7 separate regions of the Mus musculus genome follow, and regions 2, 3, 4, 5, 6 and 7 are each linked to region 1. A link is a contact called in public ChIA-PET, HiChIP or PLAC-seq and Micro-C data. All regions are on one chromosome and are shown on one strand. Each heading gives the region's core, a stretch centred on a gene start, on an enhancer-like site or on the middle of the called end of the contact. The rest is flanking DNA. Distances are from core to core; before and after follow the strand shown.

Region 1 (4,156 bases), core at 246-2,745:
TCCCGAGCAAGAGCCGGTGATGACTACTGACTTTTGGGATTCTCTGTGAGCTCGCACAAGGCGTACTTATTACATGGGTATAATATATCTACAAAGCACCTCTCAAGCTCACCATACTAAGGGTGAGTGAGACACGGGGCTTGTGGGACAAGCCAGGACTGGGACTCAGATGAAACAATGCCGGGCAGAATGTCCTCAGTCCCTGCAGACTGGCTGGTGCTCCGCGGAATCAGGTTTCAGAAAATGGATCATACTGGCATGAGACTTGATAAAGACTGAGGGAGGCTGAGAGACTTGGATAAGATGTACCAGGCAGAGAGGCCATCTAGGAGAGACATTTCGAGATGATATGATAAAAGACCTGGCAAGACACAAGGGAGGATGCGGAGCAGTGAGCTGTCCAAGTGGGTTCAGGAGGACGGGTATCCAGGGGTTAGGGTGTGCAGACATAGCCTTGAAGCCTATAAGTCGCACTGTGGGCTCTAGGGTGTCTGCTGAGAAGCAGGCACTCCAGGGAGGCAGTGGGGAGCTTGTGAAGGTGTGTGTGTGTGTGTGTGTGTGTGTGTGTGTGTGTGTGTGAAGAACATTAGATAACACCAGGCAGTAAGAGCCGGGGTAGAAAGGCCCACGTTAGGGGATGGTGGTTGCTATCGAGCAGTTCAGTTCTGAAAAGACCAAGGGAAACATTCTGGTATTGCCATTCAGACTAAAGGTAAACATGGCCAGAGAAAGCAGGTCAGTCACTTTCCAGGTGCACAGGAAGAACATACGGTGCTGCACATTATCTCAGGCGATAACATCCGAGACAAAATGAAGGCTAGAGATGGCAGCCAGAAGGAAACGTCACAGAAGACAGCTAGAGAGGGCTGATTCAATACACAAACCATAGCCATGGTTGAGAAACCCAGCTTTGGAAAGAATGCAAGCACCATAGTGGCCTGGCTGGTTAGCAAAGGGACTTCAGTTTTTGTATCTCTTTATCTGGGAAAAGGGAGCGATTTTTATCTCAAAGGGGTTAGGCTTTTCCTGCGAGAAACTTCCTGAGCACGTGGACACACGGCAGGAGCCACGCGAGAGCAAGGACCAGCGGGCAGAAGTTAAGTAGTGGTTGCAGATTCTCCCAGACGCCCAGAAATAGTGGGGACCTCAGGAAATCCACAACCGCCCTAGAATTGGGCTGAGACGCCCTGTAGAGAGGACTGGCCGGTCTGGTCCACGAGCCGCGCCCCAGCCCCCAGCCCCCAGCCCGGCACAGCCCTCCGCCCGCTTTCACAACCCGGCCCTCTGCACTTAACCCCCACTCTGGCTGGTGGCCGAGCGGGTCCCAAGCCCAGCGCGCATGCGCCGACGGCGCCCCGCCCCCCTGAGCCCCGCCCCTATTTCCACGTCTCACTTCCCCTAGCTCTGCCTCGCCGCCTCGGCTGCAGCTCGGCCGCCACGATTGGCTGCGGGACGTCCTCCTCTCGGCCAATAGACGCCACGCCGTCGCCCCCGTGTTACTGGGTAGAACAAAACAAAAACAAACAGAGCGAGCGGGGCCAGAGGCGCTCCGAGGCAGCGGCGGCGGAGGCTGAGGAACGGGGTCGGGGCCCGGCGGACCGGAGACCCGGGCGAGCGGCGGCGGCCCGAGGGGGTCAGTACTGTGGGCGCGGCTCGCACGCTCGGGCGGGCGGCGTCCTCGTCCCTTAGGCCCGGGTCGGCGGAGGCTGCCGCACGTTGGGAGGGGGAGGGGGCGTGGAGGCCTCGCCGCGGGGGTCGGGACGCTCGGTCCCTGTCCACGCTGGCCCTGGAGCCCTCCGGCCACCGGCGCTCGCCCAACGCCCGGGGCTGCGGGGAGCTGCCGGTGCTCGCTCTCCGAGGCCGGGTCGGTCGGGCCGGGGAGCTGCAGCACGGGCCCGCCCCCTCCTCCGCAGCCCCATCCCCGGCGGCCGGGCGTGCGTGGCTGCGTGCGCTCGCGGTGAGAGGAGCCTCCGGGCGCCCGGTCCGACGCAGTTGGACGCGGGGGACGGGACGGTAGGAGAGGGGTGTCGTCCGGACGGAGATCCGGTGAGGGGTCGGTGCCCCGAACCGAGGCCTGGTCCGCCTCGGCCGGCCCTGCCCGCTGCCGGAGGGTTGGGGTCCTGCGGGACAGGCGTCGGTCGGTGCGGGCACGGGGCGGGGACAGCTGCCCTCCCGGCCCTGTGCCAACTCCTCCTTGCAGTCTCCTGTACAGGGTCCCTTAAAAAAAGTACAATACAACCTAGAGAAAACAAAGCCGAGAAGGGAGCCCCCTCTCTGTGAACGCATGCTGTGTCTGCTGCCCGTGGCTGTCCGCTACTGTAATGTACGTAGAGGGCGTGCTTTTTGGTTTTTGGTTTTGGTTTTTTGTTTTTGCTTTCCCTGAACAGCCTCAGAACTGCAGATGTAGGTCTCGCCTATCTTCCCCGAGCCCCTCCTTGGGAACTGGCTCTGTAAACCAGCCTCTGTAGTCGACTACCTGCTATGAATGATTCAAAATGCGGCTCCGGGCCTGGGTGAGGGGTGGGTGTGAGGCCTACGAGCTGCGTTTAAGACATTTTGATAGCTTCACAGCTGTAATACTCTTGATTTAAGAGTTTGAAATTTTAGGGGAAGGCCCTAGCATATATATTCGTGCTCGTATTTATATCCATAATATGCGTGCGATATCTATCTATATATCTATATCTATCTCGTGGTAAGAGTAGAGGAAAATAAAATACTTGTTACGGCTGCAAAAATAAATGTACATGGTTGCTCTCAGTAGTGGTTGCTTTTGCGTTATTGTTGTAGAGTGCTCTTAGCAGAATGCAAGTTGCTAATTAATGTGACTGCATCCCAGGGAAGAATTAAGGTCATTTTCTAGTTAACATGTGGTCTAAACTTGACTTCCAAAATGTCAAAGTAATTTATCGGGCATTTAGGAAATGCACTGGATAACAGTTAATTTCAGCTTAATCGTTTTTAGCTGTATACATAGCTTCCCCTTACCCCATGGGAAATGATTTTGTATAGATTAGTGTGGAGCAAATGGAATTTAGATTTTTTTGTTGTTGTTGTTGCTGTTGTTTTGCCTAAGGTTGAGGTAAGTATTTTAAGGATCGTTAAATTAAAAGAAAAAAAAAAGCCCACTGAAGAGAGTGTCACATACTGTCCTTTAGAACAGCTGTGAAGCTATGGGTGTGTCTGCGTCTTGACTGCTTGATCCAGTTGTTATGGTCTGGAGATAGAACTATTTTTTGGTTGTTATAATTAATAAAACATCATATCATGTGATAGTTATTTCCTGATAGCTGTTTTCAGTATCATATCTTTAGTGATTGGAAAGCAGTTTTAACAGTTGGTGTACAAGTCCACGTTGTTAAAAGCTGCTTTTTGTTAACCCTAAGAAGGACTTCCTTGTAAGGCACTCTAAGCTCATGTACTGAATGTACAGCGTCTGGGTTCTCGTGGTCGTTCACCCAGTGTGAACAACCTTGCAGAGAACATCCTTTCCTTCTAAACCTCTTGAGTTGTGTGCAAAGGGAATACGTGAAGCTCATGAAATAATGCTTACACAATTAGTTCACTGTGAATGTCAAAGGGCTTGATAAGCACTACTTATATTTCCCCCATTATTAGACAGATGCTGCAGAAAATATTTCCTCAGAGACTATACTTGCATCTAGAATGAAAATCACACTTCACAGTGTTAAATTCAAATCACATCAGAGCTGACAGACTTTCTCTAGCATGTAATTCATGCACACACTGAAGGAAAGCAGGACATGGCCTTTTCAGCCATGGAAGGTAGCAAAAATTTCCATTTCCAAACTACACTTGGTCTTATATTTGTATGACTCTCTGTGTATCTATTTTAAAATTCATTTTTCTAGATCCTAAGTTGTTTAAAATGAAGTAAGCAGCCATGTAGACTTGCATGTTAGTTAATTCTGAGTAGAATTAGAGAATGCTTTTTACCATGTTCTCTTGGGCAGGATGATAACATCTTGATGTAGCCTAACAGTTACGACATGAATTCAACATCAGGTGCTATTCTTGTTTCACAAGTTAATATCCTTTTAGAGAAAAACGATATAGAGCTAAAGGGTCTTACGCGTGTCATCTAAGTTCTATCACCTGTCTGCTCTCCACCACAGCACACAAGGGCCGCTTGTGG
Region 2 (3,787 bases), core at 927-3,426, 760 kb before region 1:
AGAAGCAGCAGCCGCCGCCGCTGCTCCGCGGCTGCAGTGGGTTCCCGTGCAGCACTGCAGAATCCACACCTAAGCCGGGGAAGACGGACACACGTCGGCTCCCCTGCTGGCAAAGCAGCTTCGGATCGCCTGCAGGTAAGCACATCTCTTTCCCATTTTGTTCATAACGCGTGGGAAAGGCAATGGTGGCAAAATGCACTCCCCATCAGCCATGCTTAAAACGTTATGTGAATCTGCAGTCCTTTGGAGGTGGGTTGGGGTCTACAGTTCTGTCTGGCACACACACGTTCTGGGTAGTGGAGAGACTATTATATGATATGTGATGCTACAGTACTTTTTTTTCCTCTCTTGCTATGCGTAAAAAAGGCTAACCTAATGCATGCAGAGCATTTTTCTTTTTCTTTTTAAATGCAGAAAACACAGCCACTCCCAATCTCGCTCTCAAACACTGCAGATATTTTTAAATGGCAAATAAAATGATGGGTTGAGCGCTTCCTAGATGCCGTTTTTTCTCCTTAAAGCTTAGCAAGACTTCCCCCACGAATGTTGAGTGTTTAAAAATAAGAAGACATGGTCTCTCTCTCCTTTTTAGAAAAAAAGCAAATGGGTGATAGTGGCAGACTAAAATTTCTATAGCTTTAGTCCAGTGGAGAGAGAAAAGGAGGATAAATGAATTGCAGCGTTTGCCAAGAACGCTATTCATTTGCCACACTTCGTATGTGGGAAGAGGAAACTACATTTTAATTAGCACATTTTTTTTTGGGAAAGGGGATGAAGATGAGGAGGCTGGCGCGAAGTATTTGAGGGGGAAGAGAGCCTGCAGATGAGGAAGGAAATGAAGTGGCCTGTCGCCAGTGCCTTGGAAAGGACGGGAGATAAGGGTGGGGAAATGAAGTTTGCTGTGTGTGTTAGGGTGGGGTTAACCCCAGGGACCATGAATCACTAGAATGGTGTTGGGAGGAGTGTGCTTGAGGGTGAATTCGTGCAGTGGAGAGGGCATGTGTGCCGGAGTGGTGTGCAAGTCGTGGGTGGCAGAGGAGAGCAGCGAGCGTGTGCCTGGAGGTCTATTTCGAGAATAGGTTGGGGTGAGAAACCCGTCTGGGAGGCGGGGGTGGGCAGCCCAGTGTCACCTGTGGAGGGATCCCCGACTCTGCAAATGAGTGTTGCAAAGTTTGCCTGGCTTTAGACAGATTTTGAAGGCTGCTGGCGGAGCCTAGACTTTTCATCTCCCAAGAGGTCAGCTCTCAGAAGGTTTAAGAGGCAATTAGCCAAAGTAGGAGTGCAGAGTTTGGGCTGGTCCAAATGAATATAAAGGCCCTTGCCCCGTCCCTCTGTGGGAGTGAGTGAAGGCGGGAGGCTCCCCCAAACGCAAATATGCTGAAGAGAAAATCGAGGCCCCCTCCTGTGGGAGCCGAGCTGAAGTCCAACTATTGTGGCCTCTCCCCCCAAAAACCCAGCGGCCTCAGTGGGCCACAGAAGCTCAATCTGAAAGCTACGGCTCAGCTGAGATTCACTGGGTGGGGGAAGCACGTTAGGACTGGGGAGGTAGATGTTTCCGTGGCGTCACCCTCCCACTCTCAATCGGGTTTCTCTCGGGGTCGTTTCCTTCTCCGGCAGCGGATCGGAGCTGCACTGAGGGAGGAAGACCTTGCAGAGGCGCCAGGCAGGCGCCCTGCAACAGGCCCTCCGCCTGCGGAGCACGTAGGCCCCCACTGCCGCAGCTGCACGGATACGGAGCTTGCAGCTCGAAGGGGGGCCTCGAGGGGCGGGGCCAGAGATCTCAAGGGGCAGCAGAGGCGGGGCCTGGACCTGCGAGAGCCTGTTGGGGGCGTGGCCTATTAGGAGCGGAGCAAAAACGCTGGGCTGGCGAAGGGCGGAACCAGGGGCACGCTTTTGAGCTACGAGGGCCCAGCCCGTACTGGGCGGAGTGAAGGCTGCTGGGGCGTGGCCTATAAGAGGCGGGGCTAGAGCTCTCGGGCCATGGGGCGGGGCCTTGAAGCTGGGGTACTAGAAGGGTCAAGCCTGTAGAGGGCGGAATCAAGAGCCCTGAGGCGTGGCCTGTGGTAGGCGGGGCCAAGGCGTTCAGGCCTGTGGGGCGGGGCCTTCGGGGTGCTAAGCGAGACTAAGCCTGTAGGGGGCGGAGTCCTGGACCCTGTGGAGGCGGAGCCCAAGGGGCGGGCCAGAGGGCGTTCGTGGGGAGTTCGGCTGGTCCCGCCAGAGCGCGAGGCGCCCGCCGGTAACGGTCGTGCGGGCGAGGGGCTGGAGGGAGAGGAAAGGGCTTTAAATGATGTTTTGAAGCAGCGAGAGCTAGACGCGTCGGCGACCAGGTGTCGCCACTTCCCGCTGCCGAGGGCTCGGCGTCCAGGTCCTGCGTCTCCACGCCCCCTCCCTTCCCGGCCCTCTCCTCGGGAACCGAGCGAGCGACGTTAAGAGGCGGCTGCGGCGGACCGGGCGGCCGCTGCAGCCCGGCGGTGGCGAAGGAGTGGGCACAAAGCCGGCTGCGCTGCGAGGTAATCCTGCGGGAGCGGAGGGCCCGGGGTCCCGCCGCGCTTCCCACGCCGAGGGGGCTTCGGACTGGCTGGCCGCGCGGCCTCAGGTGAACCGTGCTCGGGGCGGGAACGCGAGCCCCACGGGGCCGAGGAGTGCAGACCTGGGGGCGAGGAGTCGGGGTGCGGCGCCGCAGAGTGGGCCGGGACTCACCCGGGCGTCCCCGGCTTCCCCCAGCGAGGGCGTGGGATTGCAAAATCCTGTTCTGCGGGGAGCCTTGCTGACCCCGAAGGTGCTCGCGGGGACGGTGGGAGGTTCCCGCGCTTGGAGAAGGTGGAAGAAGACCGTGTTGATTTGTTGTTTTCTTTTTTCTTCTTCTTTTTTTTTTACCCCCTCGTGGCTTAAGAAACTTCAGTCACAAGTTGAAATTGTTCAACCACTTTATCTAATCAGTGTGACCCTCCCCAGCACACACACACTAAAAGTGCGCACGAGCACGCGCGCGCGCGCGCACACACACACACACACACACACACACACACACACACACTATAACCTTTCAAGCATTCCTGATACTTTATTCTTCCTTGCGGGGTGACAGCCCAGTTGGCAGCAGATTTGGTTTGCTGGTGTTTGGGGCACTTCCAACCTCTTTGGAGGTATGTAATAGCTGAGGCAAGGCCACTATTAAACCAGGCCTCTATTAAAATGACAAGAATGGCCTCAGGTGAACTTTTTTTGTTGCAGAGATTTAATTGCAAGTAGATGCCCGTTTAAAGTGGGAGTGTAAGGAAAACCACTAAATATCCTTGGCACATGTGCTCTTGGAATTGACTTTGCTAGAGTGGTGTGGGATTTAGCTCAGCCAAGAGGCTTTGAGTGAGGATTAGGAGCCAGGCTCAGGAAGGAATTGATAAGACTCTGGGGCTTGGGATGAGCTACATAAACATGTGTGAGTTCTTTACAGTGATTTATAAAATTATAGAAATTTTAGAGTTAGCAGTATGAAATGATTGCCTTTCTTAGAATGGACTCCATCCTCAGTGTGCTGAACATGTACTGATTTGGGTTTTGGCAGACTTCTAGTAAGAGTACAGTGTAATATGTCCTTTTAAAATGAAGTTACTTGACCAGTAGAATGACCTGTGTATTTAAGGTACAAGGCTGACTCATTGATAGAATTGTTTCTTTTCGAGCACTTCTGGAAGATGTTATAGCTAAATCTCCTTTGTGTCGGACTTAACTTGCAGGGTAACTTTTTTTTTTCCTAAAATTGATCAGATTAACTGTAGTTATGAGT
Region 3 (3,900 bases), core at 392-2,891, 710 kb before region 1:
AAAATGTGTGCTTGCGCGCATACAGAGGCCAGAAGAGGGCCTTGGGCTCTTTGGAGCTGGACTTCCAGGTACGTGTAGCATGGGTATGGACCTGAACTTGAGGCTGCTGCTGGAGGAGAGCTTAGCAGCTTACTTACTGAGCTCTCTCTCCAGCCGGGCCTGTCTTCTTTTCCTCTGTAGTCTTTGTCGTCATTGCTTTCAAAGAGCCAAAACCTGCTTTGTTGTTGCACCTCAGGTTTGGCAACCTTGGCGATATAGTACAATCTTACTAGTCTAACTTTTGTCTGAAAATGGGGATGACAGCTAATCTCTACAATTAATAATTTGCAAAATATTGCTGTCTACCTTGGTAGGCTTGTTTTGTTATGGTCCAGAAAAAATGGCCTATTTTAAACATTGATCATCTTTCATTCATCCTTAACTTCCTCTTTTAGAATTGCTACATTTTAAAGCCTCTGAGTGGTTTGTGTTTGTTTTGTCTTGAGACAGGATTTTATTGTGTAGCTCTGGCTGACCTGAAACGTGCTACATAGACCAGGCTGTCTAACTCACAGAATCAACCTACCTCTTCCTCCTAAGTGCTTGACTAAAGGTGTTCATGTCATTATGTCCTGCCTACTTTTGAATCCTGGATTCTCTCTTTTAACAATTAGTAGTCTACCAGAGCATTACAGAAGCAAAGGGCATCAGTAGCATCCAGAGTATTTGTGCTAAGTGGCCCTGCCTTCAAGTTGCTCAGCATCAGATATGCCAGTGAGTGGAGAGGCGTGAATAGACGTAAGGAGTGCCATGCTGGACGTGAGCAGAGGGCGGTGAAGCTTGAGGCTTCTCACTGTAGAGTGGCTGCTGTCCTTTGCAACCCATCTTCACAGGATGAGTAAGTAAAACCTTTGTCTTCCCCAGATGGGAAATTAGAGGATGTAGCAGAGGTTTTATCAGACAGGAGTTTTAACTCACAAGCTCAGAGGGGTAACTTGTCTTCTAAGTTACCAAGGGTTGCCTTGTGGTATGGCCCCTCTTGAGAAGCAGAAACCCTGAGAAAAGTCAAAGCTTCTCCTGAGCCCACCCCCACCCCCACGCCCACCCCCACCCCCACCCCCACGCCCACCCCCACCCCCACCGTTCAGAAGCATCTCTGACTGGAGCCACTGACCGAAGACGGCTCTGTGAAGCTGACCCCTGCCTGGAGCTCACCGCTATCAGACGTTGGCTTGGGGTACCTTTTGAATTTTACTCCCTTAGCTAAGTCTCTTGTACAGTTTGTCCCCCAAACTGAGCTTTCTTTAATCAAGAGTCTAAATATAAAATAGGCCTATTGTAAAAATGGCCTATGATTTATTATTACCATATTATTATTATTATTATTACTATTACTACTACTACTACTACAGGTTTTATGGGGTGGTTTCAAAGATCAGAGAGTAACTTGTAGAAGTTGGTTCTCTCCTTCTGCCCTGGGGCCCTAGGAATCAAACCCAAGTCATGAGGCTGGATACCAAGCCCTCCACCGCAGAAACCTCTCACCTACCCACAGCCTGATTTTTTTATCCAATTCCACTGGTGGCACAGCCCTGCTTGCTTAACCTCTCTGGTTCCAGTCTCTGCTGTAGGGTTGTATGTGAGGCACACAACAGTCTCCCTTGTTTTGGTGGCACTCCTCTGATGGCATCCTGTGTTCTCATTTCTGTGCCAGGCCTGTCACTACACCCTGCTGTCTTCTGACGTCTCATCTTCTGCTGGCACCTGGCCTTCTCGCTGAGTGTTCCACCTTAGTTAGTTTTTACAATGAAATAGCAAAGATATAATTAGAATATGGCTCAACAGTTAAGAGCATGTCCTGCTCTTCCAGAAGACCTCAGTTTGGTTCCCAGCAACCAGATTGGGCTGTTCCAGTCTGCTGACGGCAACCATTCGTAACTCCAGCTCAGGAGATTTAGAAACCTGTCCTCCACAGGCACCTGCACACATGTGTACATACACACATACAAACACATACACATAAAAACAAAGTAATAGATATAAAATTAAAAATTATAGTAAGCTAATTACTGGAAACACATTTCTAGATTTCCTATCAAAGGCCTTCATGAAGAGTCTTGTTACTGTTAGGCCAGCCCATAGCCTGTCACAGTTTAGTCTGATAAGCAGCTTACGCAGATCCAGCTCTCCTTAGCCATCTTGTAGGTGGGGGAGTTCCTTCCCCTGGGTATTGTAAGCTAGGCTGAGCGTCCCACAGAGCTGGATCTTGCCAGACAAAGGTTTTCGCTAATGGTTATACCATACTTCTAGAGGTAATGTCACATGAGCAAAGATAATTCTCTTTCTCCCTGTATGTTTTCAATTAGATGACATTTACTGGGAAGGAAAAAGGCCTATTTTTGATAGTGTATTCTATTTTCAGTCTACCACATATTTAAAGTGCATTCATTTAACAAACAAAGCTCCAGGCTTCAGGACTTGAGTTGAGGCAATGTCTTTATTACGCTGGCTTGAGTTCTGGTACCAGACCCTGGTCAGGTTGCAGGGGCAGAATGAATGCCCCATGTATATTATGTTTGAGAGGGTACCGGGTTGGGCATACCTGAACTCTTACGAGCTGACCTGGAGTGGTAAACAACAGAAAGGTGAGTGCCCTTGATTAAGATTCAGTCAGAGAGCAGGGTTCTCATTTCATTAAAACAAACAAAACAAAAAAAAGCAAAAACAACAATAAAACTAAAATATATTTTAGTTTTTATGCCTCTTTTTCTTTTAACTTTCATAATAACTAGTCATAGCCATTTTATCTACTGAAAATTAATTTATTTTATACATGAAAATATAATATAGCAATGGTATGTTACAAGATTTAAATGACAAACCTTTAAGATAAAGTGAGAGTTGAAGGGCAGAGAGAGGGCATAGGCTTCTTTTCTTTTGAACTTTTGTCTTATGTGTGTTACTGGTTGCCTGCATGTGTGGCTGTGTGAGTGTTAGGTCTTGGAGTTACGGACAGTTGTGGACTGCCATGTGGGTGCTGGGAATTGAACCCAGGTCCTCTGAAAGACCAGCCGGTCCTCTTACACACTGAGCCATCTCTCCAACCCTGAGTGTAGGCTCCCTTTTGAGTTGTATGATCCCACACTGTGGTTGTTAAGCCCTCTGGCATTCAAGATGCTTTCACTAAAATTCACAAAGCTGATGAGCGGAAGGAAAGAAAGTCCCACTCCTTGACCATTACCCTAGAAGATTGGATCTGTAAATATGTTAATCTTTGAAATGACAGATATATGTGCATGTCAAATAATGTCTGAACTAACTAGAAAAACTTGCTTTACTGCGTGATTGTGGTATAAGTACCATTTCCTGAGAGCTTTTACATTGGACGTTTAGGAGTGTGTGTGTGTGTGTGTGTGTGTGTGTGTCTGTCTGTCTGTCTGTGTGTGTGTCTGTGTGTATGCAAGTAAGTATTAACCTTATTTAACTATGGGCCATGTGGGTTCCTAAGAATGTCACACCTTGTCTATGCCAGTAGATCAGTGTGTCTATTCTTGTCACTAAATCTGATGCCACTGCCGGATTTTCCTCTCTGTTGGAAGGGTAACACCCAGAAATGAGAATTCTTAAAATGTATTTCTTCTCTCTGTGATTGGGGTATTTTTGAGTTTTTAAAACTATGAAATAATAATGACAAGCCCCAAGAAAACAGAGTCTGGATTTCATTTTGTCTCCTGACTGGGATCCTAGGCACATTCCCGACACATCACAGGCAGCTCATGCCTCTGGATGGTCAGTATCAGTTTTCAGTCGTTGAAAGCCCCAAAAGGAAACAGACTGATTTTCCACGCACAAACAGCTGGGCAGCTGTGGATGGAATTAATTGCTGATATATATTGGCTGCTTTTTTCTTCTCCCGTCATT
Region 4 (3,603 bases), core at 820-3,319, 510 kb before region 1:
ACCCTGAAAACTGCTGAAGTATGGGTTCAGAACTTGAAGGACATTCTTAGGAACAAAGTTTCCATGTAAGATATTTACAAGTTATCCATGGTACTTTTCTTAACCTGGTGTTCTGAGAAGCAACAGGTATGTAAATTTGTCCTGAAACCCCAGTTCATGTCCTTAGATGTTTTGTTCTTCCTAAACTTGGCATGAAAAAGCTAATCTCTTTTGCACTATTTCAACTTCACTCAACAACTACAAAGCCCAGCCTTAAAGTCAAATACCTATAACATCCATACAGAATGTTATTCCCTAACACATTCTCACGATGTGGTTTTAATAAAAGTATAGACCCCATTAGCTTTGAAAAATAAGGCTGAATTTAATCTTCAGATAATTTTGTGTCATAAGAAGGATCTTAGTCAGATTGTATATTCCTCCCTTAATAGTGTTACCTTTTGAACTAAGTTTCCTTGTCAAGTCTTTTAAAACAAAAGCTTATTCCGTTGCAACGCCTCTTCTCATGAAATCCTGTAAGTACACACAGGATTTACAAAACCGAGTGTTTTGTTCCTTCTGATGTACACCAAGAGGAGCTAATGTGAGAAGCCTCAGTACCTGTGTACAAACAAGCATATACACGTGGGAGCGCCTTCCTCAGATGCTTTGCGTGCCTACGAGTCTTGAATGCATACTTTGAAAAAGACAAATCCTCTTCTCAAACAACCTCAACTCCAAGTGTCCACCTGTACTTACTTGCAAATCCTTCTTCAGTTTCAATAGATCTTCATTTTCTCCATTTCCAGAAAGGGCAGCTTCTACTTGCTGGAGTTGAGCTTTGTAGCTAGCCAACTGTTTTGCTAGATCCTCTGACATCTGAGGAAAATAAAGGCCCATAAGGCAAGTCAAATATCAAATTACAAAAAAACAACAACAAAAAAAAAACTTCCTCTGACCTGTCTAATTTAAATCACTCTTGCTACAAAATTCAAGTTCCGTTCATCACCATTTTAACTTTATTCATATTTAACTAATCCACAAACTTCAAGGCAATTAAATTCTAAAGACTGCAGATACGGCTGGTCAATTCTACACAGAAAGAGTTCCCCCGGAAAAATCATGCTATTAAAAAAGAAAAAAAAAAAAAAACCCTGCTTCTTCTTTAAGTATCATATATCATAGGAAGACAGTGTATGTCAATAAAGACTGCGACATACTTTTCAAAAGCTGAGAAAGTCAAAAATCAAGAGAAATTAAAATTCGCACGGACGGGTTCTTCCCCCCAGTCAGAGGAAGCGGTTTTCGGTTAACTACACCTTCGGCGTTTCCTCGCCTTTCTCTCCGGTGGAGGGAACCGCTCGGAGCGCTCACTCTTCCTTCACACGGAGGTCATCCTAGAAACCCGCCTCTCGCCCAACGCAGCTCGGCGTCGCCAGGGGTCCAGAAGCCCCTCTGGGCGGCCGCGGGGCAAACATACGGGTCCTCGGGGGACACCTCCGGGACATTCCGGCCCACCGGAAGCCTGGAACCCCGGCCGAGTCTTCCCGTCCGCGCGCGGGCTTCCCCGAGCCCGCTGGAGCCCCGGTCCACCATCTCCCACCAGGGAACGCAGACCTCCGCGTCCATGGAAACCGCCGAGCCCCGCACCCTCACAGAGGCTTCCCCCAGACGGCCACGTTCGCCGCCTCGTCCCGGAAGCCCCCACGCAGGCCGGGGCCGTCCACTGGGGGGTGCGAGAGCCGCTGCCTCCCCACACTGCCCTGGCCGGGCCCAGCTCTGACGCCGGCGCCCTCGCTTCCGGCCTCCGCCTCCACCTCCACTCCAGCCCGAGGCCCGAGGAGGCCTGACTCTCCCTCAGGGGCTCGTTACCTTGGGTGGGGCTGGGGTCGGGACGGCGGGCAGGGGTCGGGGAGGCGAGGCGAGGCGAGCGGCGTCAGGGGCGGCTGCAGCCGGGAAAGATTTTCCGCCGCGACGAGCCTCGGTCGGAAAAGGAGAAAGTCCGCCAGCGAGGGGGAGGGGAGAGAAGCCGGCCTCGGGCAGGAGGAGAGAGAGACAAGGCGAGCGAGATCTCGCGAGACCTACGGACTCTCGTGGAAAAGATGGCGCCCGGGTCACATGACCCTCGCCGCCCTCTCAGCAGCCTGCGATTGCAGCCTCGGAAGGCGGAGCGGGTGTGGTCTGATGGGCAGGAAGTGACGTGTCTGGGCCGCGCCGGGGGCAGAGGGCATGTTCGTTTTACGTCAGTTCCGCCTCGTGCTGGGAGCGGCAGCGAGTGGTTCTCTGTGGTGGGTGTTGTCCTCCGGTTCCCTGCGGCGTAAACTCGCGAGCCTTTCTGCCCAGCCCTGATGAGATTTAGTACCGGGAACGGGCTGGGAGTGATGGCGGGTGCCTTGTGTCCCACAGGGAGGCAGATGGCGGCGGCGGATCTGAGTCTGAGCCCGCATAGCGAGTTCCAGGCCAGCCAAGGCTACAGAGCGAGACCTTGAAGTCAAGAGAAGGGAAGTTTTTTGTTGTTTAGAAAATAAATATAGCCAATAAAGATAGAGTGATAGAAGTGGAACGGTGACCATTTGAGGTGCTTAGGCATCACCCATGGTAGGTAAAAGCCATGTGATGTAAGAAAATAGAGAAAGGTAGGATGTTTAGAGTCAAAGCTGGCAATCGCTCACCCAGCGATCAACTTCAGCATCACTAGTTGTGAGACAACCTTACTTTATGCATGTTTATGACCGAGTGACAGTCAACATGAAGTGACTGTCACCTCTGAGGAAGTATAATCAAAGCCCTTTTGAGTTTAAAGGAAATAATAAGCATAACGTGTTGAATGTCCGTGAGGAAAGAAACACCCATCCAGAATGTGCGATTTTTTTTTGACTTAAATAATTCAAGAGTAATGTAATTTTAATGAGAAATACCTCCCTTCGTCTTGGCCATTTGGAGTAGTTTAGAGGTGTTCCCTGCCTTGTGCAGATTGGAGAGGTTAAAGACACACACACCACTTAAATTTGAGCTCTCGGCGCTGTATGTGCAGTTTGATGCCGGCTCACAACAAAATACTTCAGCCATCATGTCCTTGGCCTGCTGCTGCCCCTGCCCGGCCATTATAGACTCACTCCGGAGCCATAAGCTAAAATAAAATCGTTAAGCTGCCTTGGTCATGGTGTTTTATCACAGCAACAAAGAAGGAAGCAATGCTATTAAAAGGAGTAAGGACTGTTTTGGATTAGAAGATTAAAAAGATGGGTATGGTGGTGCCTGTGTGTAGTCTCTGTTGTGCCAGGAAATGTTCATGAGCCCCCCCCCAAAAAAAAAACCACCAGGGAGCTGATTCTGATGCAATTGAACTAGGTTCTTTTGTTCAAGCTCGAGCTTGGGCCTCACCACCCTCTCTGATGCAAGAGAACTGGGGGCCGGGGGTGCAAACGCAGGGTTGTAGATTTGTTAGGAAATAACCTGGAAACTGGTGTTGGATGTAGGTTTTGTTGTGAGGTAACCTGGAAACTGGTGTTAGGCACAGGACTTGTTGGGGGGAGGGGGGGGCGTAGCCTGGAAACTGGTGCTAGATACTGGCCTGTTAGTTTACTTGAGTTTAACCTTAGGTCAGGTTCTCTAAGATGGAGT
Region 5 (4,072 bases), core at 820-3,319, 590 kb before region 1:
ACTCTACCTGCTGAACCATGTCACCTGAGCATATATCTTTTTAAAAGATTTATTTCATTTTATGTATATGTTGAATGTGTAGTTGAATGTATATGTGTCCACCATATGTGTGCCAGTGCCTATGGAGGCAGTGTTGGATCCCTTGAAACTGAAGTTACATGAGTTGTCTGATGAGGATGCTAAGCTGAACGTGGGCCTTTTGCAAGAACAGCAAGTGCTCTGAGCTGCTGGGCTATCTCTCTAGCCCATGGCCTATATTTTTAATTTATTTATGAACTTTTAAAAATCTATTTGGGTGTTTTGCCTGCATGCATGTCTGTCTTTACACCACATGTGCCTAGTGTCTGCAGAGGTTAGAAAGGGGTGTCTGGTCCCCTGGAACTTCAGTTACAGACGGTTGTGAGCTGGGAATTGAAGCTGGGTCCTCTGGAAGAACAACCAGTGCCCTTAGCCTCTGAGCTACCTCTTCCCCTATTTATGTTTAAACGTGTGCATGTGTTCCTGGGATGAACTCAGGGCTTTGTGCACGCTGGGCAGGTAAGCTGCCCTACCACTCTGTTATATTCACAGCCTAGTTTTATAATATTTTTGAAAGCACACAAAGGCCTTCTTGCAGGTCTATGTGTGTGTGGGGGGGGGAGTGGGGGGTATACACATGAGCTGTAAATGTTAAAGAGCATTTTGCAAAGAAAATATTCTTTGTTAACAAAGTTTCCATTTTCAGTCTTTGTGACAAAAGTATAGGGAAGTGTCTCTGGGCTGGTGAGGACAGGGGGCAGCACAAGTCCAGGTCCCCTTACGAGGTCAGTCTGGGTAGATTCCTTTTAGAACTGTTTTCCAGTGAAGTGCAGAAAAGTCTTGTTTACCTCATTCATTCTGACTTAGATTCAAGTTACAGCAGCAAAGGGGACCTAGGTTCCAACTGAGAAAGTTCTCACAGAGGGGCTGCCATTGTAGCCCAGTGTGAGAACACTTGCCCAGCAGGCACAAAGCTTTGATCTTCAGGAACAAAACAAAACAAAAATTCTTAGTATGTGCCCAAGATGTTCTAGGTGTAGTTTTGACTTAGTTCACGAAAGCATCTTCTCAGAGGTTTCAGGGATGTGCAAATTTTGACCAGGAAGGGTTAGAGGATTTGATTTGTTCAGTCTGCTTGAGTAGGCCGAGAACTCCAAGCCTTCTTTACCAGGCTATCCAGGTGTCTCCCACACTCTGGTCAGGCAGGCCTGGTGGCTCCCAGTGGCAGCAGTGAAACTGTTGGAGGGAGTAGGGGATAAAGACTCCAGGTGTGGGAGTGGGGAGTGAGGGAAGGAGGGAAGAAGAGGTTCCTAGGTTGCCACTTCTATCTAGGGGGCACTCTGTCAAGTGAAAGGGCAGGCAGTTGTAGTGACGCCCTGCTGTGAGCTTTGCACAGCTGGACTGAGTGAGTGTGGAGAGATGCTCACATCTCCTCCCGCTTCCTGGAAAATAACTTTGCATTTGAAGGGTTGCAAAGGAGTCGGTAAATCTGAACCCGGACAGGGTAGCCTGGAGACTTCCTCTGCTTGTGTGAAGGTACACACAGGTGTGTGTGTGTGTGTGTGTGTGTGTGTGTTCGAGCGTGTGAGGGGTCATGTGTAAAATGTTTGTGTTGGGAGGAGTTTCTAGTTACATGTGATGTTTCTATTCTTCCCGTCAGAATTGGGCTTTTATTGTTTGATTTTGAAATAAGGTCTTTTTTATTTTTTTAAAAAATGCCTAGCAGCTATCATTTATTGGGGACCTCCTATGTGCCAGGCATTGTGCTGAATTTATTTTTCTGTAAAGAAAAATTGTTTTTATCCAGGTCCACCTAGAGACATCCGAGGGTTTTTTTTTTTTTTTTTCCCATTCTTATTAAAGCACAGTGCTGTCTACGCAGCTAGGATTTGCGGAGAGGCGGGGAAGGGTGCTGGATAGGCAGGGGGCGGGCCCTGCCTCCCTAGCCGCCACCATTTATTTTGACCGGTCAGATGGCATCGGGCTCGCACTAGGACCCAGGCGCCACAGCGCCTCCGTCCGTCCTGTAGGTTCATTCAATCTCCCATACACACAGACCCACACAGCGAGAGCGACACACACTCACACTCACAACCGCACGCAGCGAGGCTCGGGAAGTCAGTCAGGCCGGCTCCTTGCCCCGGTGCCTCGGTGACTCCAGCAGGCCGGGTCTCCCAGAGGCCCTGCAGCTCGGCCGGCCGCGCAGCCCCGGACAAGGAGCAGCTCCGCGGACCCCCGTGCCTCCATGGGCAAACGCGGGCGGCCGCGCAAGGAGGCGCGCTGCGAGGGCGCGGGGCTGGTCCCCGTCGCGCCCCCGGCCATGCCCCCGGCCGCGGCCGCGCCCCAGCCCCCGGCGCAGCCGGAGGAGCCGGCGGGGGCCAAGCCCCGGTGCCCCTTCTCGGACATTTTCAACACCAGCGAGAACTCGATGGAGAAGCACATCAACACTTTTCTGCAGAACGTGCAGATTCTGCTCGAGGCAGCCAGCTACCTGGAGCAGATCGAGAAAGAAAACAAAAGTAAGTTTGGGGGCCCCGACTGCTCGCCTGCGTCCAGCTCTTTCTTTCTCACCCCCTTGTGCGACCCCTGTCGCTTACTCGGTTCGCCGCCGCCCCCCCGCAACAAACACACACACACACACACACACACACACACACACACACACACACACGTACCCTCGGCAGTAAAGCCGATGACACCGGAGAAAGGACACGCACGCACGCACAAAGCTGCTAAAGATGTAACAAAGACAGCGAAGGGGAGAGGGAGCCTGTCGGTGCCTTGGTCTGTCGGTCTCCAGCAGGCCCGGAGGACGGCCTGGCCGAGGAGTGGGGGAGTGTTGTTGTTTGCTGACAACTGGGCTGAGAGGCTGCGAGCTCGTCTCTCCGAGGTCGCCTTTCTTCCCTTTTTTTTTTTTTTTTCCTCCTTTTTCTTTCCGGAGCCTACTCCGGCAGACAAGTGTTTTGGTTTGGCTTATGGTTTTGGTTTTTTTTTTTTTGTTTTGTTTTGTTTTTATTTTTTTGTTTTGTTTTGTTTCTGTTTTTGTCGCTCGTTCCAGGGTTGGGTGGGGATGAGAAGCTGAAAGTTGGAAACCGTTTGCAGAGCTCAGGGCTTCCAGAAAGAAAACACAGACACACATTACAACAATAACAACCGCCACCACCGAACAGCTCTCCGCGCCGTGGACTCCGGCTCTTCTTCCTGCCTACTTCGTTTCTCCTTCCTTCCACAGCAGGACTAGGCTCAGGCCATCGTGTCCACAGACACAGTTCCCCTGTGCCTCCTTGCCTCTGGGATGCCACGGCCTCTGGTCCCCTCAAAGAAACAGGCCAGAGGAACCAGGCAGCGCCGGCAGCCCTCCCTGGACCTGCGGTCCTGCGCGCGCTGGGGTAGGGAGGGGGGGACTTGGCGAGGGGGACGTGGCTAAAAGCAAACTTTAGGATTCCGCAGAAACAATAGTTGGGGGAAAAGGTGTGGGCGGTTGTGTCCATTTTCTTTATTTTCAGAGACGCACAGGACGAGCAAGGCAAACGCCTTACAGGGTTCCGTCCACCCCCACCCCCCCCGCACTCCCCCCCAGGTGGAGACCGATGCTAGGAACCCCACCCGGGCCTGGGCTTCCTCTCTGTATTTGTTTCATTTTTGTCCCTGCCCATTGGAACCCCCAGCTCTCGCCAGGCATTCGACTCAGCAGCACCCTAACGGGGGCAAGCGTGTGCTGCGTCTCCAGCACCATCAGAATAATAGCTGTGAGAAGGAAGATCGGGCCAAGGGAGAGAAAGACTCACGGAGAAGAGAAAAACGAGATGTGTAATCTGTCAGAACAAGTAGGAGATCAATGGGAGAGAGACCCGATTGCAACGTGTCAGGTCTTGCAAGACCCCCCCCCCCAACACACACACACACACACACACACACACACACACACACACACACACACGCCAGCCCTCAAAACACAAAAACACCTTCCCCAAATACACCCGGGCCTTTAGGGTTAAAGTAACCGAGTATCGCCAGCGCAATTTGTGGGGACGGGGTAGGACCAAAACAAGGA
Region 6 (3,681 bases), core at 683-3,182, 650 kb before region 1:
GCTCCAGACAAAGACTCAGCTAGGCTTGGCCAAGAATAGGCTGTCTTTTCATCACTCACATCCTATAAGCACGGTTCACCTTGCTCATATGTTAATAGCATGTAGATAAGCCAAAGACATTTTCACAATTATAATTAAAATAACATTTCTTTAAAAGAAGTCTTATGAACAGGCTCATATGCCTCTGTTTGGTTTCCATCCTGGAGATGCTCTGGTGACCAGCTAATGCAGACTGATGGCAGTCTGGAAAAGGAACAGAAAGGCAGGTCCCCATCAGTCCCGGGCTGACTGCTGATGCGGCTGGCTGCCTCTCCCTCCGTCCTCCTGCTATCTGCTTGCTGGTCCCCCTTCCCCTCCTCCTCCTCCTCCTGTTTTGGTTTTGGGTTTGAGTGTTGTAGAACCCAGAGTAGCCTAAGATCCACAGCTGAGAACAACCTTAACCTCCAGATCTTCCTCCATTTCCAAGGTGGTGTGATCACAGGCCTGTGTTACCAGACAGCTAGGTATACCACTGCCTTTGTTTTAAATTTGTTTTCTTTTATTGGGTTTTGTTGGGGGAAGGGTTGGGTTTTGGTTTCTTTGCTTTTCTGTTTTTGACACAGTCTCTGTACAGCCTTAGCTGTCTTGGGACTCACTATATAGACCATTCTGTCCTCAAACTCAGCTCTGCCTGCCTCTGCCTCCAAAGTGCTGGGATTAAAGGTGTGTACACTATGCCCACCCCCCATCTATGCTTTTTAAACACAACACCTGTATATATATCACAGTCTAATGGTTGTATAAGGGGGAAAAATTAAAAAGTTTTTCCTACCATCTGGTGCCAGATTTGTCTTGAAATTTAACATATTACACACATTTATATGTATAAGGGAAAAAAAAAACAACAACAAGAAAAAAGCCACCCAAACAGTATGTCATTAACAATGTGCTGCCATGCCTTTCAACTCAGTACTCTCAGGTAGCTATCTGTGAGCTTGAGGCCAGCCTGGTCTACATAGTGAGTTCAAGGACAGCTAGAGCTATAGGGAGATCCTGACTACACACACAAACACACACACACACACACACACACACACACACACACACACACACAGGTGCTTTCTTGGTGGTAGAATGTGTGACTTAATCCTTGACTCTGTTTCTGAACATTGAACAACACCAACAACAAAAAAATGAAACTGGGAAAGATGAAGCAGCCTGGGGACTCACACCTGTAACCTCAGTCATGAGCCTGAAACCAAAGGATGACGACAAGTTAGGAGCCAGGGTGGCCTGCAGGGTACCAGACAGGGCTGCCGAGCAACACTGTCTCAAAAAGAATGTGTGATGGGGGAAGACCATGTGATGGGGGAAATTCAAAACTTGAGCTAACTAAAAGATACTGCATACGTCACATCATTGCCAACTGGTAAACTTCACAGTAGAGAGAAACCACCATCTAGTAGTGAACGGCGACGGTTTATATCATGTGTTTGCATGTGCGTGAACTTTCCAGAGACAGGGCGGACATCACCTGGGGTGTTCAGTAAGAAGCAGAATAAGCCTGGGGGTGGGGAGGCACCCATCACAACTAACCCTTGTTTATTCTTACTGTTTTCTATCTGCTACCTATGTTAAAAGTGATGTCTTCATGACACAGTACCGCCTTTGTAATGCCTACAGTCTCTGAAAACTGTCAGAAAATGTTCACTATGGAAGTGAGCCATTGGCATGGCTGTGTTTGCCCTCTCAGAGATGTTTCATGTGACCTGAGTAGGTAGAGAGTTTCAAGGTATCAGCCTTCCTACTGTGTGGTGCGGTGCTGCTCACCCAGAGGCCGTGGGTCACGTGGCTGTCCCAGCTTCCAGTAGCTTACAGCTGTTTCATCTTCATCTTCTGGCACAGCAGACCCACATCTACCATCCAGTTGTATATTTATGCTGTTCCTGTCTCCACCCCTTGGGGTTATAGGGATACCCTAGAACACCTGGGCTGACCCACCATTTATGACATCAGTCATCTTTCAGATCTTACCCCAGCGTTCCATCCTGTTACACTTTTAACTACATGTGGGTTCAAAACCTTTTTGGAAGGCAGTGGGTACCTAATGCTAGGTAATAAATCACTCCAAGATGCAGATGCTTAAAACGACGCACTGAAGGGGGCTGGAGAGATGGCTCTGTAGTTAAGAGTACCTGTCACTCTTTGAGATCTTTTTGGTTCCCAGCACCTACAAGCAGATCACATCAGCCTGTAACTCCAGGCTCTTCCACCCTCAGCGATTCACTCACATGCATGTGCAGTCCCCACAGACACACTTGTGCACACATAGAGTAAGACAATGAACATTTGCTACTATATCAATGTCTACGAGGTTGAAAGTCAAGAACGTTGCTTGGAGTCTCGGAAGAAGTTGCAGCTAGGATGTCAGCCAGAGCCATCTGAGAATCTGGCCGGACTTGAGCATTGTGGGTACAGAGCCATCAGAGGATCTGGCTAGGCGTGAGCATTGTGGGTAGTAGCTGATGGTGGACATGAGGTGTCCCCTGTGTGGACTTTTCCTGGTCTTCTCTAGTGTCCTTGTGACAAGGTTGTGCACAGAGTAACTCAAGAACAAAATGGAAACCGTAGCACCTGGGCAGCTGCCATGTGCCTTCACTTCAGCCGGGTTTTAGCCTTCAAAAATGAGCCACTAGCTAAGTAGTACACACCTGTAATCCAGCATTCAGGAGGCTATCCTGGGCTTCCATGACAAGACCTTGAGCTGGCTGTAGCAATGCACACCTGTAGACCCTGCTACCGAAAAGACTCGGGTGGGAGGATAAGTTGAGCCTAGAAGCTGGAAACCAATCTAGTCAAGATAGCGAGGGTCCCACCTCAAGGTGGGGGGGGGGACAGGAAAAGGAGAGGAAAGATAAGCAAGCCACCTAGTCCCCCTAGACATGTTAATTTTTACCTTGGGAGAGAAGAGTGTCAAAGGATTAGGGTCTGTCTTAGTTGGCGTTCGATTGCTGGGAAATGGCACCATGACCAAGGCAATTTCTATGAAAGAAAGGATTTAACTGGGTCTCGCCCACAGTCTCACAGTTCTAGTCCACTGTCCTGGTGGAGAGCCTGGCAGCATGCAAGCCGTGCTGGAGCAGTAGCTGAAAGCTCTGTCCTGATCTTTTAGGCAGAAAGAAAGACATGAAATTCAAGCCCGCCTCCAGTGACACACTTCCTCCAAGACCACACCTCCTAATCCTTTTAATCCTTTCAAATAGAGCCAGTGTGTCCTGACTAAGGATTTACAAGTATGAGCCCCTGGGGCCATTCTCATTCAGACCGCCAATTAGTGACAGCCGTGAGGTGACAGCACAGTGGAGGGAAGGCACTAGGCGGGATCTCTTCTGAGTCGTGGGTGTTGGCTGTGTATCTGGTATCCATGGTGGGGCTGGATTCATAGAATGAGGAAAGTGGAGCTCTGGAGAAGAGGAAGCGCTTGCTCAAGGTCATAGCCAGTGACCGAGCAGCACATTATCCACATCAGCCCAAGACCCCCTCCTCATCCTCAGTGGAAAACAGAGCGTCTCCAAGAACGCACTGCTTTGACTCCCTAAGCCAAGGCCATTCTGCCACCAGAGAGAAATGAGCATATGAAGGTGAATGAGTGCTTCTAACACACAGATCACACGGGTGTGGAGTCACCCCCAGCCGTACCTC
Region 7 (3,732 bases), core at 577-3,076, 860 kb before region 1:
TATAATAATAAATAAGTAGATCTTTAAAAAAAAAAAAAGAACCAAGTGCTAAATGGTATTCAGTGAAATGAGATAAATGGGACGGGTTCTTAGGGTGGGGAAGTAGGCAAAGATGTCCTCCACTACCCAGAACCCACCGCTCTTGACGTGACAACCACCACTTTGCTCTGACAATGACAATCCCCATACCCATTTCGGTCCAAGGGTTTGGTGTAAGTACCTATCACCTGCTGTTATCACATGAACCCATGCGCATCATGGATGCAAGCTTGGTAAATACACCCCTCTGGTCCTAACGACCAGTTCAGATAGCATGAACCATCAAGTGAGTTCAGTGAGAAGGAGATCTAAGACCTCTGCTCCAGCCGCACCATAAGGCTGTTTCTAGTGACTGTCAGCCTAGAACTCTCACCACCTGCGGGAAGGAAAAAGTCTGCCCAAGCGAGAGCTGAACACAACTGGAGCTAGAAGTGAGACGGGGAAGACAAGTCTGGTGCCAGGATTGGTTCGACTATCTTTGGCTTCACTAACAGCCACCAGCCTCCATTTGCCTCCTTCAAGGAGTTCAGTTTGACCTTCTAAACTGAAAGGGGTCCTCATCTGTACACTGGATGGCACTGAAATTCTACCACTTCCGGAAGGCACCCTCCCTCTCAGCCTACCATCTGACGTTCACTGACCACCCCCAATACTGTGACTACGGATCCAGGATCCAGCAACGACTGTGGTGTGGTCCTCAAGCTGCCTCCGAACCTTTGACATTACATCATTATCCAATTGCCTGACTTTATTTCCAGCAGAAGACGTCCAGGAAGGTCTAACCACATGGACAATTACCCACACCACCCACCATCGTGCATATATAAACTTCTTGGTCACACTTAACACGCTGTGACAAGACCAGGTCTGGGTCAAGGTAGGCTTGAGATCTGTCCACTCACAGAAACAGGCATAATATGGTCGGAATTTCACAAGTCGGGCTGCGGTGCCTCATGTGTTCTTTCAAGACTCAACTGGTCTGAGAGGATGGGTACGCCCCTGTGCATCCCCTCAGAGTTTTAATTCTGGTTTTATGTTCTTAGCATCTCCCACTTTAAATAACCAAGTGTGCCTGGTTCGGGTGCAGAAGGGATACACTAAAGCATGTTCAACATGAGTCTGGGAAGTGTCTTCTCACTTCCTGTGTCCAAGAAGAACCCAGAGCAGGCTCCAGGAGGATTTTCCGGAAGGCTATGCCTATCTGTTTCCTGATACAGCCCCTGAGACCATTTGGGTGGGGAGGGCACAACGGCTGCCTGTCTCTGTTGGGAGTTTGAATCAAGAGGTAAAATGCAGTCATCAGAATGATCAGGGTTGTAACTTTAGATCGCCGCCGTGGAGGAAGGAAAAGGGCAGGGGCACAATCACTTCTGGGTACCCGGGGTGGATCCAAGAGGGACCAACTTCCTGCAACAGCAGGGCCTCCCCTCAGGGTCGGGGGTGGTAAGGATCACCGCTTTCCCGGGACCAGCGAGGCAGTTCCTCGGTCACACTGGTCCCTGGACCGGCTCCGGCCGCCCGGAGGTGCCCGGGGGCCCCGCCGGAAGCGAGCTGAGTCCTGCCGGGCTGCACAGATCGTTCCCCGGTTCCCGCTGGGGCAACCCCCGCTAGCCAAGGCCATCCCCGGACGGCCGCGGGCCCGTCGCTGCTCGCCCTCTCGTCCCTACCCTCCCGGGGGTGCAGCTCGCGCGCCGGGCGCCGGATGCCGGTCAGCCGGCACAGTCCCCTCACCTTACTCGCGGCGGCTTTCTGGAGGCTGCCATTCGGCGGTGACGTGCCCCAGCCCACGTCAGGGGAGCGCAGACCAGCTGATCACCCACGGCCAGGCGCGCGCACCGGGCAGGCCACTCCTCCCCTCTGTGGCGTGCTCACGCAGAGGCTCCGCCCCGCTGTAAACCCCGCCCGTTCACCGGAGTGGGCGTGGCCGAGTGTCAGAATTCCAAAACCTTTGGGCTGTTGCTTGGAGAGGGTGTGGTGTTCTGTGCAACCAATTGGGAGAGGCGCCGGTCAGTCGTCACTGATCTTCCTCTCCATTTAAGAGGAAGGACAGGCGTTTTGCCAGCTAAGGAAGCTGCATGCTTCTCCGGTTTGTTCCAGCTTTTAGGTCAGCTAAGACGAGAGAGTCGTGGCCAGCTCTGCAAGAACCTATTTTAGGGTCCTGGAGACACTGACTGGATCAGGATATAACTTGCTGAGACCTTAGAGATGTCTTCCAAATGATTATTCCCAACAGCTTCAAAACTTACTGCTCACTTGGGCTAACGATCGGGCGTTAAAGCGTCCAAACCTAGCTCCTAACCCTATGTACAAACAAAAACATTCTTCACGTAGGGCTTTTTCATCTCAGTCGGTGGCTATTCCATGTTTTAAGGGCAAAAATCTTGACGTAATATCTGCCTTATTCCCCGGTCCATGCCCCATCTGCCCAAGATCCGCTTGGTCCTGGCTTCAAAGTAGATCCGTAGCCCCACCCACTTCCATCACGTCACCTATCTGGGGTGCATCACTTCCACCTCACCTGTGTGACGCCTGCATAGAAGCCAGACCGAACCTACCCTGAGGTGTCCACTTGACCATTCTAGAATCGCCTGGGAGAAAAAGCCCCTGGGCCTGGCTGGAGGGTTGTCTTGTGTTATTTAAGACGGGCAGAACCACTCCCTAGGTAGAGGATTCTAGACTGTATAAAATCAATGGAAATGAGCTGAAGACGAGCATGAATATATTACTCTCGCCTCTTGACTACCGATGTAAGGCCTGGCTCCCTGACTAGATGAACGGAAACTGGAAGCCGAAGAAGTCCTTTACCCCTCAAATTCCTTTCGCCAGAATGTTTTATCACAACGACGGGAAAAGAAACTAAGCAGTCCCCATTTCATTTGGAGTGACTCTTCTTAATCACAGCTCACAGGTCACCTCACTCCACCTAAGCTGGCCTTCCCTATCTTTGACACTCACAGTCCCGTCAAGTGTCACCTCCTCGATGAAACCTGCTTAAAGCTGTAAACCGCTTGGACCCATCCGGGCCCCTTTCCCACAGCTTCTACTGTTGTTCACCGGAGTTCATCTTCTGAGGATAGTCTCTCTACCCTGCACACATACTATAGCCATCAGAGCAAGAGTTGTTTCTGTTGCTTAAAAATGGGCAGGAGGGCTAGAGAGATGGCTCAGCGGTTAAGAGCACTGACCGCTCTTCCAGAGGTCATGAGTTCAAATCCCAGCAACCACATGATGGCTCACAACCATCTGTAATGAAATCTGATGCCCTCATCTGGTGTGTCTGAAGATAGCTACAGTGTGTATATATATATATATATATATATATATATATATATATATATATATATAATAAAATCTTTTTTTTTAATGGGCAGAAGCTGACAGTCATCCTCACGTGTTTGCTGCTGAAATAAATGTCCCCAGATTGCACACTTCTCCGGCACAGTGGCTCTCTTGTTCATTGTTATGTCCCTAGTGCTTAGGACAACACCTGGCACTAAATGAAGGTGAGCACCTATTTTAAAAACCAAGCTGTGTCCCATCCCACGTCGACCTTGGTGAAGTCCGAGTACGCTTGTATCCAACGGGTTCAGCTGTCCTGGAGGACTGAAAGTCCCGGTTAGCATTAGGTTAGCACGTAGACAAGCCAGAAAAGAATGTGTGTGACACAGCATGTCTGTTCATTTCCTCAAGCCT

Evidence for each region. A called contact is a pair of places that touch in the nucleus more often than the background predicts. ChIA-PET counts read pairs in DNA pulled down with a chosen protein or histone mark. HiChIP or PLAC-seq counts read pairs in DNA pulled down with a chosen protein or histone mark.
Region 2: a contact with region 1 is called in an RNA polymerase II ChIA-PET map of memory CD8 T cells, with 77 read pairs. The contact joins the promoter of Add3 here to the promoter of Pdcd4 in region 1. A contact is called at or near these places in 1 of 39 promoter capture datasets (pre-B cells), 2 of 115 datasets of contacts at active chromatin or transcription factors (memory CD8 T cells and microglia) and 2 of 9 other capture datasets (adipose tissue and liver).
Region 3: an RNA polymerase II ChIA-PET map of memory CD8 T cells shows a contact between it and region 1, with 288 read pairs. The contact joins the enhancer-like site here to the promoter of Pdcd4 in region 1. A contact is called at or near these places in 9 of 484 Hi-C or Micro-C datasets (CD4 T cells, CD8 T cells, effector CD8 T cells and 2 more), 5 of 115 datasets of contacts at active chromatin or transcription factors (effector CD8 T cells, memory CD8 T cells, pancreatic cancer cells and 2 more) and 1 of 9 other capture datasets (liver).
Region 4: a FOXA1 HiChIP or PLAC-seq map of pancreatic cancer cells shows a contact between it and region 1. The contact joins the promoter of Smndc1 here to the promoter of Pdcd4 in region 1. A contact is called at or near these places in 11 of 39 promoter capture datasets (the 3T3-L1 cell line, the C10 cell line, the HPC-7 cell line and 6 more), 20 of 484 Hi-C or Micro-C datasets (the AML12 cell line, B cells, CD4 T cells and 13 more), 8 of 115 datasets of contacts at active chromatin or transcription factors (CD8 T cells, acute myeloid leukemia, double positive thymocytes and 5 more) and 2 of 9 other capture datasets (adipose tissue and liver).
Region 5: an RNA polymerase II ChIA-PET map of memory CD8 T cells shows a contact between it and region 1, with 67 read pairs. The contact joins the promoter of Mxi1 here to the promoter of Pdcd4 in region 1. A contact is called at or near these places in 2 of 39 promoter capture datasets (cranial neural crest and pre-B cells), 2 of 484 Hi-C or Micro-C datasets (CD4 T cells and hematopoietic stem and progenitor cells), 6 of 115 datasets of contacts at active chromatin or transcription factors (effector CD8 T cells, large pre-B cells, memory CD8 T cells and 3 more) and 1 of 9 other capture datasets (liver).
Region 6: a contact with region 1 is called in a Micro-C map of embryonic stem cells, with 4 times the contacts expected there. The contact joins the promoter of 1700001K23Rik here to the promoter of Pdcd4 in region 1. A contact is called at or near these places in 1 of 39 promoter capture datasets (pre-B cells), 1 of 484 Hi-C or Micro-C datasets (embryonic stem cells) and 1 of 115 datasets of contacts at active chromatin or transcription factors (memory CD8 T cells).
Region 7: a contact with region 1 is called in an H3K4me3 HiChIP or PLAC-seq map of bone marrow-derived macrophages, with 5 times the contacts expected there. The contact joins the promoter of Xpnpep1 here to the promoter of Pdcd4 in region 1. A contact is called at or near these places in 2 of 484 Hi-C or Micro-C datasets (B cells and CD4 T cells), 3 of 115 datasets of contacts at active chromatin or transcription factors (bone marrow-derived macrophages, memory CD8 T cells and pancreatic cancer cells) and 2 of 9 other capture datasets (adipose tissue and liver).

The regions. Positions count from the first base shown.
Region 1 is chr19:53,901,856-53,906,011 of GRCm38.p6, forward strand. Pdcd4 (programmed cell death 4) reads left to right here and starts at 1,496. Exons shown (of 12, transcript NM_001168491.1): 1 at 1,496-1,633. Gm30990 (basic salivary proline-rich protein 2-like) reads right to left here and starts at 2,749. Exons shown (of 8, transcript XM_030251154.1): 1 at 2,728-2,749; 2 at 1-2,217. The coding sequence starts at 2,749. The coding sequence ends at 1,016.
Region 2 is chr19:53,140,580-53,144,366 of GRCm38.p6, forward strand. Add3 (adducin 3 (gamma)) reads left to right here and starts at 2,177. Exons shown (of 15, transcript NM_001277100.1): 1 at 2,177-2,510.
Region 3 is chr19:53,188,235-53,192,134 of GRCm38.p6, forward strand. All of the region lies in intron 1 of Add3 (adducin 3 (gamma)), which reads left to right. Among named protein-coding and RNA genes, the nearest start is that of Gm52402, 19 kb to the right of the region's middle. Within about 2 kb of position 1,642, at least 34 of the 459 cell types and tissues checked have an H3K27ac peak or open chromatin away from gene starts, as enhancers often do. A contact at or near this core is called in CD8 T cells, memory CD8 T cells and regulatory T cells, where this site is marked.
Region 4 is chr19:53,388,565-53,392,167 of GRCm38.p6, forward strand. It overlaps Smndc1 (survival motor neuron domain containing 1), which reads right to left and starts at 2,070. Exons shown (of 6, transcript NM_172429.3): 1 at 1,852-2,070; 2 at 739-858. The coding sequence starts at 858.
Region 5 is chr19:53,308,437-53,312,508 of GRCm38.p6, forward strand. Mxi1 (MAX interactor 1, dimerization protein) reads left to right here and starts at 2,070. Exons shown (of 6, transcript NM_001008542.3): 1 at 2,070-2,537. The coding sequence starts at 2,264. The region is part of intron 2 of Gm30541 (a long non-coding RNA gene); the gene reads right to left.
Region 6 is chr19:53,253,273-53,256,953 of GRCm38.p6, forward strand. 1700001K23Rik (RIKEN cDNA 1700001K23 gene) reads right to left here and starts at 1,933. Exons shown (of 3, transcript NR_036590.1): 1 at 1,810-1,933.
Region 7 is chr19:53,036,744-53,040,475 of GRCm38.p6, forward strand. Xpnpep1 (X-prolyl aminopeptidase (aminopeptidase P) 1, soluble) reads right to left here and starts at 1,827. Exons shown (of 20, transcript NM_001374834.1): 1 at 1,771-1,827.